2 separate regions of the Triticum aestivum genome follow, and region 2 is linked to region 1. Evidence: chromatin contacts called from public HiCAR-type data. All regions are on one chromosome and are shown on one strand. The core of a region is the stretch at or near the end of the contact, and the rest is flanking DNA. Distances in the headings are between cores, read along the strand shown.

Evidence for each region. HiCAR-type assays count read pairs that join an accessible place to other places.
Region 2: a HiCAR-type map of leaf shows a contact between it and region 1, with 4 times the contacts expected there. The contact joins two enhancer-like sites. A contact is called at or near these places in 1 of 5 Hi-C or Micro-C datasets (leaf) and 1 of 1 datasets of contacts at active chromatin or transcription factors (leaf).

The regions. Positions count from the first base shown.
Region 1 is chr3D:540,389,150-540,393,520 of IWGSC CS RefSeq v2.1, forward strand. No RefSeq gene overlaps it. Among protein-coding and RNA genes, the nearest start is that of LOC123076468, 52 kb to the left of the region's middle. Within about 2 kb of position 2,107, at least 7 of the 8 cell types and tissues checked have an H3K27ac peak or open chromatin away from gene starts, as enhancers often do. A contact at or near this core is called in leaf, where this site is marked.
Region 2 is chr3D:540,700,449-540,704,666 of IWGSC CS RefSeq v2.1, forward strand. No RefSeq gene overlaps it. Among protein-coding and RNA genes, the nearest start is that of LOC123080320, 32 kb to the right of the region's middle. Within about 2 kb of position 2,428, at least 6 of the 8 cell types and tissues checked have an H3K27ac peak or open chromatin away from gene starts, as enhancers often do. A contact at or near this core is called in leaf, where this site is marked.

The DNA of each region.
Region 1 (4,371 bases), core at 857-3,356:
GGCGAAAAGAACTTCTGCATCCTAAGTAGCATTACATAGGAAACCTCGAGTTTTATTTCTCCCGCTCTTGATATTTTTGCATACAATGTTCGATCTGCTATTACGATACTAAATTGATCGCGAAAGATGGAAGCTCTAATATTGCTCCAACATGCATCTTCTAGAACACACGCGTGGAGCCCAAAGTGCGCAATGATGCGATTATTAAGATCAACGGACATCACCATCGGTGCTAAAGCTCCCATGTCTGCCCACAAAAGGGATTAAACTAGTTACCCTCATGATCAAGTACATGAACACGAGAAATTAAATTATTCGATCCTCGCGAATAACAGGCCAGGCGAGCAATTAACATCATTGGCTGCTGATCTTAATCAAATGCCTTGCAAGGGACGCAACAGTTAAATCAAAGAAAGTACGGAAGCAAACAAGCAAACCGGCTATGGTTCTTCTTCTTCCAATCCGTGGAATCCATCCGTTCGATGCACATTCCCGGTACCTTCCGAAAGAGTACAAGAGGGTCCATCGTTTTTAAAAGGACAAATGAAGGCAATTAGAGCAACACATAAGGCCAACTCCACCGCGCAACCCCAAACGGACGTCCGTTTTGTCCGGATTCTGTCCGTTTGGGTAGGGATTTGGGGTCGTGTCCGGGCGTGTCCTGGGATGCGGTGGCCGTGCGCCCAGCGCACGTACGCATCCCGGCCGCATCCTGTCCGCGTGCATTTTTCTTTCCAAGTCCTTCACTTTTTTTTATCATTCATTTTTGATACATGACAATACATCATCACATTTTGACTAGTAAAGCAAGGCTAAAGAAAATAACAACCATAAGAATACATTTTAGAAGATACCCAACTTCCATAACTGCTCCCTTGAGTTGGGTTAGGGCCTTCTCGATGCATTGATTGTTGATCTGTGGAGGAGGCTCGATGTTGCACCCTCCTTTCTTCTTCAAGCCAGAAGTCGATGTTGCTTCCTCATACCTAGTCTTGTGTCTAGCCTTAGCAACAAGTGCACTTGTCTCATCTACAGCCTCTATGCTAGCTAAAAGTGCACGAACATGTACTAAATTTCGCTCTATCAATATATCGATGTACTCCTCTTCCCAATACCAAAACTTGCATCCATTCTACACAATAAAATTTGAAGTTAGCACAACTAGTCTACTCCGAGAGCACAAACCGAAGCTAAAAAGAGCACATACCCCATCGTTTAAGCACTTGATGAACACCCATCCGGGATGTTCCGGCGTTGTAGACACGCGGCGCACGACCATCCTTGGGCGGTGGTCGCACTTAATGAGTGGCAACGGTACGCCGACGAGCTTTTGGGCATGCACCGAGCCCGGACGGCCGCCATTCGTGTATCTGCCGGCGGACCACCGACGGTGCAGATCTGAGCGGCTAGAGGAGGAGCCACTGCCTGCATGTGGCCTTGCGGCCCTGCCAGGGCCTTCCGGCGAGGTGCCCGGCCAGTCCATGGCGCGGCCCCGCCTCCCACAGCCGGGCGAGCTCAAGACCGACCGGATCCGCCCCCAATCCGGCCGGCGGGTGCGCAAACCAGGTGGCCGTGGTTGGGTAGCTCGGCGGCGCCGAGGGGAAGGGGCTGGGCGAGTGCGCGTCCGAGCTGCACGGCTGCAATGGCAGTGGCGGCGGCGGCGCCGAGGCAAAGAGTGGGGAAGAGTGGAGAAGAGTGGAGTGGGGTGCGGCCGGAGGGAGGGATGGGGGCGGATAGAAAAGGCCCGCCCTGTGCCACCGAGGGGCGGGCCAGGGGAGGACACGCGCAGACGGCCGGCGCGTCCGCGTGGTGTCCGTTTCACCCTAAAAACGGCGCAAACTTGGGCCGGGGATGGGTCGAAAGCGGACACAAAACGGACAAAAGTCCGTTTGCTCCAGCGCGCTGGGCCGCCCGGTTTGTCCCTTTTATCCCAAACGGACGGGGACGGACATGATAGGGTCGCGCGGTGGAGTTGGCCTAAAAGTACTACGTCCCGGACACGGAGGCCTTTTAGATGCGGGCAGGAAGGATAAGCACTTGTCCGTCCCTGTCAACGTGGAGGCCACAGGGTTGAGCACAGGGAACGGCGGCGCAGCAGGATGGGTGGATCCGACGAGGGGATTGGGATGTGGAGGGCGTCCGTGCGGGATCTCACGTGGAGGCATCTGCAGCCGTCCAGGGGCGTCGCTGTCCTCGACCGGGACGGATGGTCGATGGAGCTGAGCTGAACTGAGCTGAGGAGGATTGGAGGAGAGATTAAGAGGGTTGGTGACAAAGCTCATCGGTGGATCGATGGAGTGAGTCACGGACCAGCTACATCTACATGCATGCATGGAACCTTAAAAAAGGAAGCGGCCTTTGTTTGTTGGGGAAAAGTGGCGACTGGGTATTATGCATCCATGTGGGTATGATCGATGCATGCATATGCATGGGAGCAAAGGGGTGATCAGTAACAAAAGTAGTTTTTATTAGAGAAATAGGAGTTAGAAGCATCTTGTAACTGGAAAGCACATGTGTAATCCATGCACCCATTCGGCGGCTTGATTAGCGAGTAATAAGTTTGGTTCGTACTCCAGTACTTACGAGAAACAGTGCTGCTGCTGGTGCAGTTTGTTCCAAGGAAACACAGGAGGACAGGTGTGATCCACCCATCCATTGGCGGCTTATAGCTGACAGCAGTTAATCAATGGGTCTGTTACTGCGTGCTTGCATCCATTGGCGGGCGGGATATATACCCGCAGTTCCGCACACGATCGCAATGATCGAACCAACGGGTAGCCATAGCCCATAGCCAAGCTCGACAATGGATATAGGCGGATATATAAAAGGAGATTCATGCCACTAGATGATGGTGTCTCCTCTCCTCTCCTCACGGGGGCCGTACGTGCGGTGCCGGGGCGGACGTCCAATGGCCGGGGGACAGCGCCAGCGCATAATCCGTCTACAGCGCATCGGCCATCGATAGATACTCCTAGCTTTCCATGCATCATGTCTGTGTCACGGCACTGCACACAGGTACTCCTCCCTCCTCCGTTGGTTCATCGGCCACACGCGTTCACAGAAAGAAACGGCAGAGAGAAGGAGAAGGCTGGCAAGAACAAGTGAAGCAAAGCTAGGCATACATGTCGACCGTCGTGTGCAAATGTGAAATGACGGGTGAAGACGACGGGTCCATGCCACATGTGCGTGTCATCTTTGTGGGCTCGGGCGGGCGTGGAGGGGAGGGAGGTAGAGTACAACGCAACAGCACATCACACGTACGTACACGCCTGTGCACTATGCGTTCCCAAGTTTTACCTCGGTGCCCCTGCGCACCCGTACCGTACGTCGGAGTCCATAGAGAGCGCCCATGTCCAAGTTGAGCGCGTCACCCGGTTCGCACTGCTGCCGGCGGGAACTATATAAAACAGATGCAAAATTAGAGAGAAAACTGAAATAAATTATAATTAATCAAGCGGATTTGCTTCTCTTCGCTCTTGGATTACATATTTCAACGTCAATAACGTTTTACTTTTTCTGAAGAAAATAATATGGTTAGTAGATGGGATTCATTCAGCTCGTGATTAGTTACGCCATGACGTGTCGGTGCGCTGTTGACTTTGCTGGCTTCACACGTTACAAATAAGGCGCCCTGCATTATACAAGGTCTGGACCACGCACCATCCTCCAATGGGTTAACAAACAGGTCAAAACTATTAACAAGATAAGGTGACAGGGCACTACCAAGGAAGAAAAAAACAAGATAAGACGACAGTGATGAGAAGGGAGCTTGGTACCATCTGCGTCACTGAACCGAACCACCAAATATATATCATGCATAAACCAAGCGGCTCGGTATTTCAACTGTCGTCCAACGTTCTACGCCCGTAACAATTTTTAAATACGGGGGCTCGTACAACCTAGGAATTTTGCGTGCACCAACCCCAGTTTTAAATCCACTTTCAAAGCCACCCGGACGGCCGTTCCCAATTTGTTAATCTCGCCGTTCCCGTCCTCTGAACGTTCATCATTTCCTTTTATTTTTCTTTGTTGGACGAGTTTAATCATGTGGTACCAGAAATACATACTTACTCAGAATTCTGGCGCAGCTGCAATCCCAGCCCTGTCTTATCGCGATACTCATCAAACATTACTGGCACTGTACGTACTGTATGTATGCGAAGATAATATGATCGCTCTGTGAATACTTACACAGTATGGACCAGATCATGACAAGAAAAACCTGCCTAGACAGCGGACCCAAAACCCAAAGTGGACACTCGCCGCTTCCTAAAAATAATCAGCGTCTCCCCTCATGTGTCCTGTCAAACGATTTGTTTTTCTTTTTCCAAGGGAAAAAACTTTCATTACTCAAGGAGGCCTCTCGGCCTT
Region 2 (4,218 bases), core at 1,178-3,677, 310 kb after region 1:
TTTTATATTAATATGATGATGCTGATGATGATGAGTTATTATATCATTTATGAAAGAAACCGCAGATTAGTTTCAGCTGGATGGATCCTAGCTAAGTGATCAAGTATATGCCATATCCATATTATACTTGATCACCTTATTTAGGTGATCAAGTATAATATGGATATGGCATATACTTGATCACTTAGCTAGGATCCATCCAGCTGAAACTAATCTGCGGTTTCTTTCATAAATGATATAATAACTCATCATCATCAGCATCATCATATTAATATAAAAACTCTTGCATCATATCATCAACAACAGTATACTAGCTAGCTAAAAATCATCATCAAGTATAATATGGATATGGCATATACTTGATCACTTAGCTAGGATCCACATACATCCAGTCGAAACTAATCTGCGATACTTTCACCTAATGATTTAACAACTCATTATAATGTAAAATAATCACTAAATTAAATTGAAAACACAAAACTAAAGAGAAAATAAAAAATAAAACCAAAACACCCCAAACATTTAGTATCGGTTGGTGTTACCAACCGGTACTAATGTCCTACACGCACCCGGGCCTGGCTCGTGCCACGTGGTGGCACTTTAGCGCCGGTTCGTGATAAACCGGTACTAAAGGGGGGGGCTTTAGTCCCCACTCTTTAGTGCCGGTTGTGGAACCGGCACTAAAGGCCCTTACGAACCGGCGCTAAAGCCCGGTTCTGCACTAGTGGCTTTTCGTTGGTCAAGGAGATGTCCGGACTCCCGCATAGCTCCCTCGCGGATGTTGCCTGGATACCGGATTTAGGACAAGCAGACCGGTCCACAGACATTCAGGGGACCCCGTTGGATGACAAAATTTGTTCAGACATATACAAGGGCCTTGAGGGTCCAATTTGGAGACACCCCAAGAGCTTCATGATAACTATTCTAATTCAAAGGGATCATTGGAAATGAGAGACCCTTACCTTTAGCATCCACCACCTAAAGGTAACGGAAGGTGGGCTAATTAACTGGTGATTATATTAGCGAGCACGAAAGACAAACATTGGCTAAACCTAAGCATCATGAGAAAGTGAGGGTGGGCTTATTGGTAATGACATTAGTGGCCAAAGACATATATTAGCCAAACCGAAGCATCATGAAAGGCAAAGCTCCGGGTTTTGATATGCTAAAAGGCATTGGGTTTCCTTGCTTTAGTGTTGCTTCCTCCGCAAATTAGGCTCCATCACACCCAACCACGGGATGAATAGGTCCTACAGGAAAGAAATTAAAGGCCACAAGCACCAATGCTTAGATGGAGGAGAAAATTAAAAGACAGAGTTTGGGATCAATGTAGCTAGCACAATAATTCTATAGATCATCACCAGGAGATCATACATTAATTAGGTTAGAGGGAATAAAGCTCAAAACTTTCACTAACAGTAGAGTTATGCTCAAAGTTGAGACAACAAACGCAAAAATATGTGTATGGGCGGAGCGGGTAAAAGTAGAATATGGTTGTACTTAAAAAAAAGATAGCAACTGCGCAAAAGGCGAAAAGAACTCCAGTGTTGTCGTAGTAGTATTACATATGAAACCTCGAGTTTATTTATTTCTCCCATTTTATGTTTAGCGGTGCAGCGGCGGCTTGTTCTGGCCACAGTAGTGGTCATTCGATGATCTCAAAATCTCGATGCAATTCTTTTTATGTCTAAGATGCTTTGTATTGTCGATGAACTTCTATTACATATCTGATCCTTCTCGTAAACAAAACACATAGAAAGCCTTGAGTTAATTTATTTCTCCCATTTATGTTCTTTTTGTAGACAATGTTTGATCTCTTATTGGAAATAAAAATGACTACGGAAGATAAAACCTCTTCTCTCTTTTTTTTTTTGCAGGTAGGAAGATGAAACCTCTAATATTACTCTAACGAGCGTCTTCTAGAACACATGCATTCCAGTTTAATGGGGCCCAAAGTGCGCAACGATGCGAATGCTAAGATCAATGGACATCGCCATCAGTGGTAAAGCAGCGGGCATCCCCTATGCCTGCCCACAAAAGGGATTAAACTAAATACCGTGACGATCAAGTACATGAACACGAGAAATTAGGTTATTCGATCCTTATGAATAACAGGCCAGACGAACAATTAACATCATTGGCTGCTGATCTTTATCAAGTGCCTTGCAAGGAACGCAACAGTTAATCAAAGAAAGTACGGAAGCGAGCGAGCGAGCAAGCAAACCGGCATGGATTGGCTCCTCTTCTTCCAATCCTTTTATTATCCATCCGTTCGAAAGCATGAATGAAAGCAACTGGAGCATCGCCTAGGCGTACCGTGTCCAGTGCCGGTGGCTTTTGGATCCGGCCTCCGGGGTAGGATAAGCATGGCTCCGTCCCTGTCGTTGTGGAGGCCACAGGGGCGAGCACAGGGAGTGGCGGCGCACCAGGATGGGTGGATCCGACGTGGGGGCTGAGGCTCCACGTGTCCGGAGGGGAGTGGGCCGTGGAGGGCGTCCGTGGGGGATCCCACGTGGAGGCATCTGCAACCGTCCAGGGGTGTCGCTGTCCTGGGCCGAGACGGATGGTCGATGGACGGAGCCGAGCCGAGGAGGAAGAGGGTTGCTAATCATCACCATCAACCAGACGATACAAAGCTCATGGAACGATTGATCGAGTGAGTCACGGGTCACCTACATCTACATGCATGCATGGAACCTTAAAAAAGGAAGCGGCCTTTGTTGGCAAATTTGACAATTTTGACCTGGAAACGAAATAAATTCACAGAATGAACTGGATGCGAAACTATTTCACAGAATGAACTGGGTGCAACCAACAAAAAGGTTAGGGGTGTGAAATAGTTTCGCACCCAATTCATTCTGTGAATTTATTTTGTTTCCAGGTCAAAATTGTTAAATTTGCCGCCTTCGTTGGTTGGGAAAGGGTGGCGGCTGGGCTTGGGCTATTATGCATGCATGTGGGTACGATCGATGCATGCATGCAATGCATGGGAGCAAAGCAAGTGTGTGAGTTCGAAGACACTCAAAGAACCAAGCAGCTTGCGGCTTAATGAGCGAGCAAGTTTCGTTCGTGCCTCTTGCACTTACGAGAAACAGTGCTGCTAGTACGTACGGTTTGTTCACAAGGAAACGCCGGAGGACAGGTGTGATCCACCCATCCATTGGCGGCTTAACTGAACAGCAGTTAATCAATGGGTAGTCTGCATGGTACTACTAGTACAATCGCAGAATGGCAGGCGTACTATTAACGTTAGTGCGTGTTTGCATGCAGCACCCCCACTTTGAGTTATCCAATGAGATTTGGAACCTCATCTGCACCCGCCACATGCGTGTTGGGTTGCTGGTGATCTCCCCAGACACCGGGCGATAAGAAAAAGAAGAAAAGCATAGCGCTGCCGTTGCGCAACGACTAGCCGGAGCAGCAGACCGGTGACCTGGCTGGTTTGGTGACGATCAAGATCTATCTATGGGCAACTTAATCGCCGTGCATCTAATCGAACACATCAAATGTCCATGGACATGTCTGTACGTGTCGATACACAGCGGTAGCGGAATCTATCATCCAACCTGGTGCATCAAATGTCCGCCTCAAACCCAGCCTCCTTCATTGGACATGCGTATACAGATCAATAGCAATTTAGCAAATGTATAACAAGATGCAAATATATACCATAACAACTAAAAAGCATCAGATGTTCAACAAGTTCTTACATCCCATCGGTCCCAAATGCTTGTTGCGTCAGCAAGGGTGGGCGCGGTTGCATGGCTGGTTCACACGCTTTGGTGGAGGAGGCACTGGGTGATCGGCCGTGCCAAAGCGTCCTTCCTTTTCTTCTTTTTGCGGCATCCGTTGTGCCTCTCCGTGTTAACCTTGCGGTCAGCCACCACCAATCAGTCCTCCAACTCCGGTGTGATGATGATCGTCTCGATCGGCTCCATGGCGGCGGTGGGCGACGGTGATCGGGACGCGGGGGGGTGGGAAACGGCGAGCTTTCGCGCAGAAAAATGGTGGTGAAAATGTATGCATTCATTCATAACTATCTAGCCCTCGCGTCGCTCCCTCCTCGGGGCGCCACGGGCGGCGGCGCAGTCCCCTTCCACCGCTCCCCCTCCTCACTCCCTCCCCTCGCCGTCGCCGGAGGCCTCCGCCGGGCGAAGCCCGCGCTGACCCGGCGGCGGCCGGACCTCTTCTTTCCGTGCCGTCTCTCGCGAGGGGGAG